2 separate regions of the Mus musculus genome follow, and region 2 is linked to region 1. The links are chromatin contacts, called in public HiChIP or PLAC-seq maps. All regions are on one chromosome and are shown on one strand. Each heading gives the region's core, a stretch centred on a gene start, on an enhancer-like site or on the middle of the called end of the contact. The rest is flanking DNA. Distances are from core to core; before and after follow the strand shown. Region 1 holds the start of Suv39h2 (suppressor of variegation 3-9 2). Region 2 overlaps Fam107b (family with sequence similarity 107, member B).

Region 1 (4,208 bases), core at 1,286-3,785:
AAACACTGCAGTGTGGACAGGTCTCTGCCAAGGGGCTGGACATTGCCTTACCTTTGCTACCTTGTAGTCACACAAGTACTCCACCTCATAATTGTTTAGATTCCTTTTGGTGATTCCAATCGATTTACATGTGAGCTTTTCTTTTCTACATAATTCCTGGAGAGTATCAAGTGAAACTAGGCAAGGCACACACCAGGCTACAATAAGAAAATAGAATTCTTTACCAATAAAATAGCTACTAGGCTGAAACAAAAACTTAAAACCCTCTCAACTGACAATGTTATAGTCTAGAAACACATATAACAAGAAGCTACATATGTGTGTTTAAGAAAAAGTTATAGGATAAAGAACTAGTTTTGGTAAATTGGTTTACTTTCCAGTGGACATCTATCCCACTTTTACCCACATTGCCTAATTCTTGCTTGGCTAATTAAAATATTTCACATCTAAAATTTCTTAGGGTTACATATAAATGCGAAGGTAAAATGAAGTAAATTTTTTTACACAGAATAAAACTGTTCTCCTAATAAACAGCTAAGACATTTTGTTAGAAATATATCTAAAAGATATTCTAAAATGGCCACAACTTAAAAGTAACTTCACTTCTTTTAGTCAGATGATAAGAATTTAAATATGAAATCCATATCCTACTTTTTCCATTTTGTAAAAAGTCGAGAGATTTTAGCTTCATTTATTTTGTGCATGGTAAAATGTATTTTCATCATGCATAAGCCAGAGAATTCTACTTTAAGTGGAGAGCATAGTGAGCTTTGTAATACTTGTTTCCTACAGTTTTCAAGCCAGCAGTTACAAAACAGAATACAAGGTGGAAATATTCCATAAGCCAGACTTGAAAATCAGACATACTAAACAATACCCGTACGGAGGCCAGAAATGAACTGTATTACATCCTGGATTTAAAAATATAATCACACAACTGATGTCTAGAAAAATGTAACAAACTTCACTACCCCTACTATCAGGATAAATACAAGATGATCAAAAGTCCTCTGCTCTACCCGTTGGTGGGTCACCTAGCTACACAACTTTGGGAAAGTCCCAATCTTTTTGTGTATGGGATTCACTGGAAAAAAGTGTGTTTTGTTGAGAACAGAGGTGACCAAAGAAAATGTATCTCTAACTCATCAAGCTGTCTTTAGTTCTCCGAAGTGGTGGGCAAAAACCTTTTTAAGGTAAGTTTCCAGGAAGGGACAGCGTAACCGCTCAAATTTTCCCCGCAGTCCTTCCTCATCCTTCCCAGTAAGGACTTCATTGTCAGAAACCAGTGAGGATAGCTTCCGAACTCCAGTGACTGCAAACAACTCATATTTCTGGCACCTGCAAAAAGACTTTCCTTCAAATTTGCCAGAATACATTTATTTGCTTAGGTGTGGCGGTTTGGAGACAAGAAAGCTGTAAAAAACGTCTCATAAATCGCTTCTAAAAATCTTAAGGCTGTTTTGTCTTAATGCTAATCTCCTTATGCTAATCATCTGCAAAGGAGAGTCCTCTTGTTTATGTAACCAAGTTGTTTGCTGTTTTATTTATCTTTTCAATTTTTACCCCTAGCTGAGAATCTGAAAACACAACACTATAATGGAGGGTGGTGTTGAATCGGAGGATCAACGTACATATATTCGTATGAAAACGTCATAACGAAGCGTTACGTGTAATTACAATGCACCGCCCCTCGCAACAGAAATGCTACATTTTGGGGGCATCTCGAAATGTTAAAAAGAAAAATTGCCAACACTTGGTTTACAAAATCCCACAGCCAAAAATGATGAGAGGAAAACGCCTCATTGTCTAGATTATAACATCCCGTTTATAAAAACCATTCCACCATCCCATCCCCACCACGCTTCAAGGAGGCAAGAGCTACCTACGGGAATAATAGTGTCACCATCTGGGTGGAGCGGAGGAAAGAGCTGGAGAACAACCTTTTCATTCCAGAAGGCTTTGCACAACCCAGACTTTCAAAGGGCGCGCGACTCGAGCGCACGCACGCGCACTGCGTGCCCCGGCTTCAGCATCCACAGAAATAACCTGCAAGTTCCAGCCGGGCCCCCCAAAGTTTCCCGGAGCTCAGGGCTGCGTGTGCAGGCGCTTCACGGCGAGGCCAGACCCGCTCGAACGCAGGCACCAGGGGATTCCCTTTCTCCAGCACCGCACCTCAGCCCCGCCACCACCCCCAACCCCCGGCTCGGAGGTGGCGACCGCTACCGCCGCAGCGCGTGTGCTTTCCTGCTCACCCTTGAATAAGGCACCTCGTGCACACTCGTCGCCAAAGACCGCGGCCCGCGGAGCTCCGGACCACGCTCGCTGGGAGCCGGCGCGCCTCTCGCCCGCAGACGGCCGCGAGCGTCGCGCCGTCAGGGTCTCCGCGCGGCGGCGTCTCGCCGTTCGCCTGGCCTTGGGCCTCGGGGGCGGACCTGGAGCCCGGTGACACCGCGCTCCTGCCTCACTGCCCCGTGCCTTGGCCCTGGCCGCCGCCATCTTGCGGAGCTTTCATTCAAACTGGCGCGGTCAGCCCGAAGAACTCAGCTGGCCACACGCCCCGCCCCGGCCCGCCAGGGACTCCGGAGCGGGGAGGCTGAGAGGAGCGAGGCGTTCTGACGTCAGCGGAGACCGACCCCTGCGGTGGTAGCTACCGCGCCTGCGCCGCACGGTGGGGGCGGGAAGGGGCGGGGCCTTCCGTGGAAACTGGCCCTGCCCGTCGCTGGCTTGTTACTCGCTTTGACTTCGGAGGTCGCTTGCCATGATTCTTCATGCGGTCCCCTGAGTCGCTTCACAAAGACCTGACGTGCCCGCCACAAAACGCAAAATAGGCTGTGCGGGGTTAGTGTGCGCAGGTAGCTCCTTTCCCACTCTTGTTCCTCAGCACTTCAACCCAACGAAGCCCCACTACTTTTCCTTTCACTCCACACCACCAGGACTCAGGATCTTAAAATTTGACTGCATGTTGGGTTCACCTGGAGAGGTGCTGTCTGTTTAAACCACTCAAAGAGATTCTGATGAGTTGATGTGGCCATGTAGCAGCTGGACTCAAAGGAAAAGCCTGACAATTGTGAGAATCCAACCAACCCCGCCAAGAACCCTCTTAGTTAAGGCAAACGTAAAAGGTACACTTAGGACAAGGACTTACTAACATTAACAGACTTAAGCTGAGGGCAGGTTTTAGCCATATATGCTTGGGGAGAGTCAGGTCGTTCTCGGTTTTACCACTGTAAATCTGAAAACTTGTAAGAGGAACCATTATACACAAAAGACCATCGGCAATTCTGTAAGCCAGTCATGTCAATGCTATTCACAAGCACATACTGCCTGTCTTCTCTTCAGCCAAAACAGCCTAGCTGCCTTGACCTCTCCATTGCTCCCCTTCCAGCCACTTCCCACCCAGCTAAGGAGACTTTAAAACAGAAAATGAAACAAGCCTCAGACTTGCTTTGTCTGAGAAGCATGTTCAAGTCCTGACCCTTTTGCTTCCACTTTGGTGAGCTGGAATTACAGGTGCTAGCCAAAGCTCCCTTCTCCCCCAATAAACACTTTAAACTGGAAATCACGGTCTAGATCAAAGAACTGACTGACTCCCCTTCATGTGCTGCTCCCTCTCACGTGACTAGATTTAACTCAAATGTTACTTCTTCAGAGGCCACTCAGGCATTCTGTCTGGCTTTGTTCTCTAGCTCTTCTTTAAAAGCTTTTGTCAAAAAACGGTCAGGGTAGAGTCTTACAAATATTTTTGGTCTTGCTAAGTTTTATTTTAAAAATTGGCAAAGGATGCTGGAAGCAGAGGATAGCTTGGTGGAATAGCAGTTGTCTGATAGATCCAAGGCTCTGTGTTTTTTTGTTTGTTTTTTAGACAGGGTTTCTCTGTGTAGCCCTGGCTGTCCTGGAACTCACTTTGTAGACCAGGGCTGGCCTCGAACTCAGAAATCCACCTGCCTCTGCCTTCCGAGTGCTGGGATTAAAGGTATGTGCCACCACTGCCTGGCTCCCTTGTTTTTCTTAATTCTAGGGCATAGAGTAGAGCCAGCCACTCCAACCTTCCTCAGTGTCTACTCTCTATTCTCAGAGTGTAGAAGAGTAGGCCCGAAGCCTCTCAGGAAACCCATGAACACAGAACCCCAGTCTTCCCTGTGTAACAACTTTGTCTCCTGGTGACATGGTTAGCAGCTCTGCAAGTGTTCTGTGATCTTTACACACTA
Region 2 (4,000 bases), core at 203-2,702, 290 kb after region 1:
CTCTGCAGCCCTCAACACTATGCCAGGCTGGTTGAGTCAATGGGTAAGTTCAACTCCTCTTTCATCAAAATGTTTAACTCTCAAAGGACCTCCAGGTCATCTGGCTTAGCTTTTCCTTTGTACAGATAAGTACATTTTCATTATTCATTTGTTTGTTTAGCAATGATGGAGATCAAACCCAAGGACCCATACATGCCAAACAGGGGCCTTACCATTGAGTTATAGCCCCAGGAAACTGATTATTTTCAGTTGAGCTTCACCATGTAAACAAGTGAAGTTTATGTTGCTCCTTTAAAAAATGTATTTGTTATTACGTGCGTGCCTGTCTTTGTGTTGGAGGGTGTCTGTGTGTGTATGCACATGCTGTGGAGCTCTTTGGAGGTCAGGTAACAGCTCTCAGGATGAGTTCTCTCCTTCCACTGTGGGTCCTGGGCATCAAGTGCAGGTCGTCGGCTGAGCTTATTTGGCTTATCTTACTTGCTGAGCCACCTCCCAGGTCCTGTTTCTTTCTTCCTCCTCCTTTTCTTCCTTGGTCTTCTCTTAATTTGTGGAATCAAAGAGCCTACCTTGGAGTGGAGTTGGATGCTGAGAGTCCTCAGCTCTCACACTAAGATGGCAGAACTGTAGCGGGCACATCTGGTACAGACAGCAGAGCTGAGAGCCAGCTTCACTCTAGTCACTTCTTCGGCCTGGGGTTGTGGGCTCAGGTCTGCCTGCAGTGCTGCTGCTCACAGGGGTGGCTCTTCTTCCTGTGTGGCTCACTGATGCTTCTGAGTAGTCTTGGACAGAGAATGGCTCTCTCCTCTTTATGTTTTAGAAATTATCTGCTAGTTACTGTATTGTAATTCAAAATAATTTTTTTTCTTTTTCCTTGTAGTGACGGAATAATGGCCAGTGCTTTCTTTAGGAGAGTGCCAGTGGCTCTGAGCACACCTTGTGCCTTTTACCACTGGGTGACACTCTTAGACCAGAGTGCTGTACCAGTGGAACCCAGGGCCCTTGAACCTCAGACTTCTTCAAAACACTTTATGCAGGAGAAAGGGACACTCTTCCATCTAAAGTGCATACTGGCCACTCTCAGACATGATAGGTATTATGTATCAGTCTGAAGCAATTTTTAAGGCCAGTGAGTATTGGGCAATCAATTATTAACAGGATCATCAATTAGGCAGCCTTTCAGTTGCTTGGAGGTTTATTTAGATTCATGTGTTGCATATTAACTAGCTACTAATTATTTCAGGGGAACATTTATATGAACTTATTATTCTAGTATTTATTTTGCACCTGACACAAATCTGTGTTATCTGTTGGTGGCTAAAACCTTGGTGATGGCTTGCACATACTAATGGATGTCACAGCAAACCTTTGGCAGTCAGAAGACAGTATGAGGAAGTTGTTTCTGTCCTTTCCTCATGTTAAATTTGGGAACTGAACTGAAGTCCTCGGGGCTGGCACACATGCCTTTTCTGCTGATCCGTTCTCCAGCCCAGTCCTGTGTATGGACTTCCACTGAGCCATCTTAAGAGGAAGCAGAGCAGTTACTTGGGAAAATGAACACAGGTTCCCTGTACAGATCTCTAGCAAATAGAACTTGTCTAGAACTTGTGCCAAGCACTTGAGAGCAGGTTAGAGAAGGACTTTGCTCAGAGCGTGTGCTGGCCTGCCTGCCCTCCTTGTTTCACGGCTTCTTTTGTAAACCCAAGGCCCACCGTCTAGGCTTGGCATGAATAGCTCCTAGTCACATTCAGCGGAACAACATGTGGTATTTCTCAGGACAAGGAATTTGGAAGAGTCAGGTCTCTCCTCTGCTGGCTTAAGAGGAGGGATGACAAAAGTTAGAATTTTAGGATCCTGACAGAAGTATTTACTGTATCCCATGGGGACAGAAAGAAATGACAGTGGCAGAGTCAGAGAAGAAAGAACCTAGTGAGGTTAGTGACTCCAGTGTATTTTGATCCCTCAGTATGTGCATCCTCCAGTTAGTACATTGTTGGGTGACCCTTAGTGTGATACCCAGTGCAGGGGGTGGGTGGGCTGTGGCAAGCAAAGCAATGTGAATGGAGTAAGACTTGAGGCACAGCAGGTCTCATGGGACTCAACCAAGGGCACAAGTAATTGACAGCCCCAGATTTCTAATAGATGGTGTCATGGTGTGACTGCTTCTGCTTCATGTGGCTTAGGCAAGAGGCATTGTGCTTGAGGTGGGAAGAGGTGGTGGCCAGAGGTCTTTCTGCTGTGCTGTTAGAATCTGTCTTTGCAGAGACACACCAGAGATGGTGTACTGGCTAGTTTTGTGTCAACTTGACACAGCTGGAGTTACCACAGAGAAAGGAGCTTCAGTTGAGGAAATGCCTCCATGAGATCCAGCTGTAAGGCATTTTCTCAATTAGTGATCAAGGGGGAAAGGCCCCTTGTGGGTGGGGCCATCCCTGGGCTGGTAGTCTTGGGTTCTATAAGAGAACAGGCTGAGCAAGCCAGGGGAAGCAAACCAGTAAAGAACATCCCTCCATGGCCTCTGCATCAGCTCCTGCTCCCTGACCTGTTTGAGTTCCTGACTTCCTTTGGTGATGAACAGCAGCATGGAAGTGTAAGCTGAACAAACCCTTTCCTTCCCAACTTGCTTCTTGGTCATGATGTTTGTGCAGGAATAGAAACCCTGACTAAGACAGATGGTATGGAAAGTTAGCTTCTAGGGCAGAGGACTAAGTGTTAAGTCCTTGGGAGCAGGAGAGCGCTGGGTTGAATCTTCCACTTCAGTTGAGATAAGAGGGAGCTATCCCATTTAGGAATACTATGTTGTTTACAAACAAGCTAGGTCTTTGAAAGATGTATGGAGTTTTCATTGTTCTGGAGGATGGAATTATATGTGGGAGGAAAACCATAAGAGATGGGTGTGTGTGTGTGTGTGTGTGTGTGTGTGTGTGCTCGCACGCGTGTGCGCATGTGTGTGTAAGGCTGCTGTGGGAGAGCTGGATCCTGATATTAGAAGTCTGCCTGACGACCTGATTATGGAAACATGGGAAGGAGGCCAGGCAGCTGTGCACCATCTCCTCGGGTGATGGATAGAGATGCTTTGCTTCTGGGACTTTGATCTGATTAGATTAGTAGCACATTGGTTTGTCTAAGACAAGGAAGGATGGTCAGGAGAAATGGAGCCCAGAGAGGAGCAGGTTGGCAATTACTACTTGGGATGAGAAGTGAAGAGGGAATGAGGCTCCTGGCGGTGGAAGAGGATGGGTTTCAAATACATTGATGGACAAGAATCCAGGATGGATTGGTTCTTCATGGAGGCTTTGAGAGGACGCCACCCAAGATGGGTGTGCAATAAGGAGGTTAGAAGGACACAGGATGGCTTCTGCCAATCGGAGGCTGGCATGAAAGGTGGCACAGTGGACATGTGCATTAGCCTGGGTTTGTGTGGGTGATTGCTGCTGCAGTGGCAGCTAGTAGGGCGAGGTCTGCTGGCCTGTGGCCCCTCAGTCTGTGTAGTGTCCAGTACTGCTGTAAATAAAGAATGAGGTGAGGTGTGGCTGTACACTGGTCCCGAGGTGGGTGCAGAAGCCCACAGTCAGCATGTTAGAGCCCAAGCTAGAAAAGATGGCGACGGCCCTTAGGCTTACTGTAGAAATGGCTCATATGGCAATGTGAAGGGAGAGTTTGCATTGTTTTCAGATGCAATTGTGGGGGGTTAGGGTGTAAGGCTCTGGACCTGTTCTTGGACACCCTTGTCACTGAGGGCTAAGAAGCAATAAGCTTTGGTGCAGACCCCAAAGACTGGCTTTCTAATGCAGCAGATGGGCAACAGCTTCAACTTGGAGAAGAGGCTAAGGAGACTGTTAACTGTAGGGAAGCCAGAAGCCAATTAGTCCTGAGAACGTTTCTTGATAGGATAGGGATGGGAGCTGGAACTTGTGCAGTGTTACTGAGCAGCGGAAGAACCACATTGCTGTTTTTAGTGATGCATTTCCTGTCTTGGCTGCCTGTGGACCATACTTCTCAT

The links. HiChIP or PLAC-seq counts read pairs in DNA pulled down with a chosen protein or histone mark.
Region 2: a contact with region 1 is called in an H3K4me3 HiChIP or PLAC-seq map of bone marrow-derived macrophages, with 2.6 times the contacts expected there. The contact joins the enhancer-like site here to the promoter of Suv39h2 in region 1. A contact is called at or near these places in 8 of 39 promoter capture datasets (the C10 cell line, the HPC-7 cell line, HPC-7-derived erythroid cells and 5 more), 1 of 484 Hi-C or Micro-C datasets (olfactory sensory neurons), 13 of 115 datasets of contacts at active chromatin or transcription factors (the 230-238 cell line, the SCID.adh cell line, T-cell acute lymphoblastic leukemia and 9 more) and 3 of 9 other capture datasets (adipose tissue, liver and macrophages).

The regions. Positions count from the first base shown.
Region 1 is chr2:3,472,451-3,476,658 of GRCm38.p6, forward strand. Suv39h2 (suppressor of variegation 3-9 2) reads right to left here and starts at 2,536. Exons shown (of 6, transcript NM_022724.4): 1 at 2,253-2,536; 2 at 52-197. The coding sequence starts at 2,496. It also overlaps a transcript of Dclre1c not described here.
Region 2 is chr2:3,758,994-3,762,993 of GRCm38.p6, forward strand. The region is part of intron 1 of Fam107b (family with sequence similarity 107, member B); the gene reads left to right. Among named protein-coding and RNA genes, the nearest start is that of Gm36031, 47 kb to the right of the region's middle. Within about 2 kb of position 1,453, at least 27 of the 459 cell types and tissues checked have an H3K27ac peak or open chromatin away from gene starts, as enhancers often do. A contact at or near this core is called in bone marrow-derived macrophages and memory CD8 T cells, where this site is marked.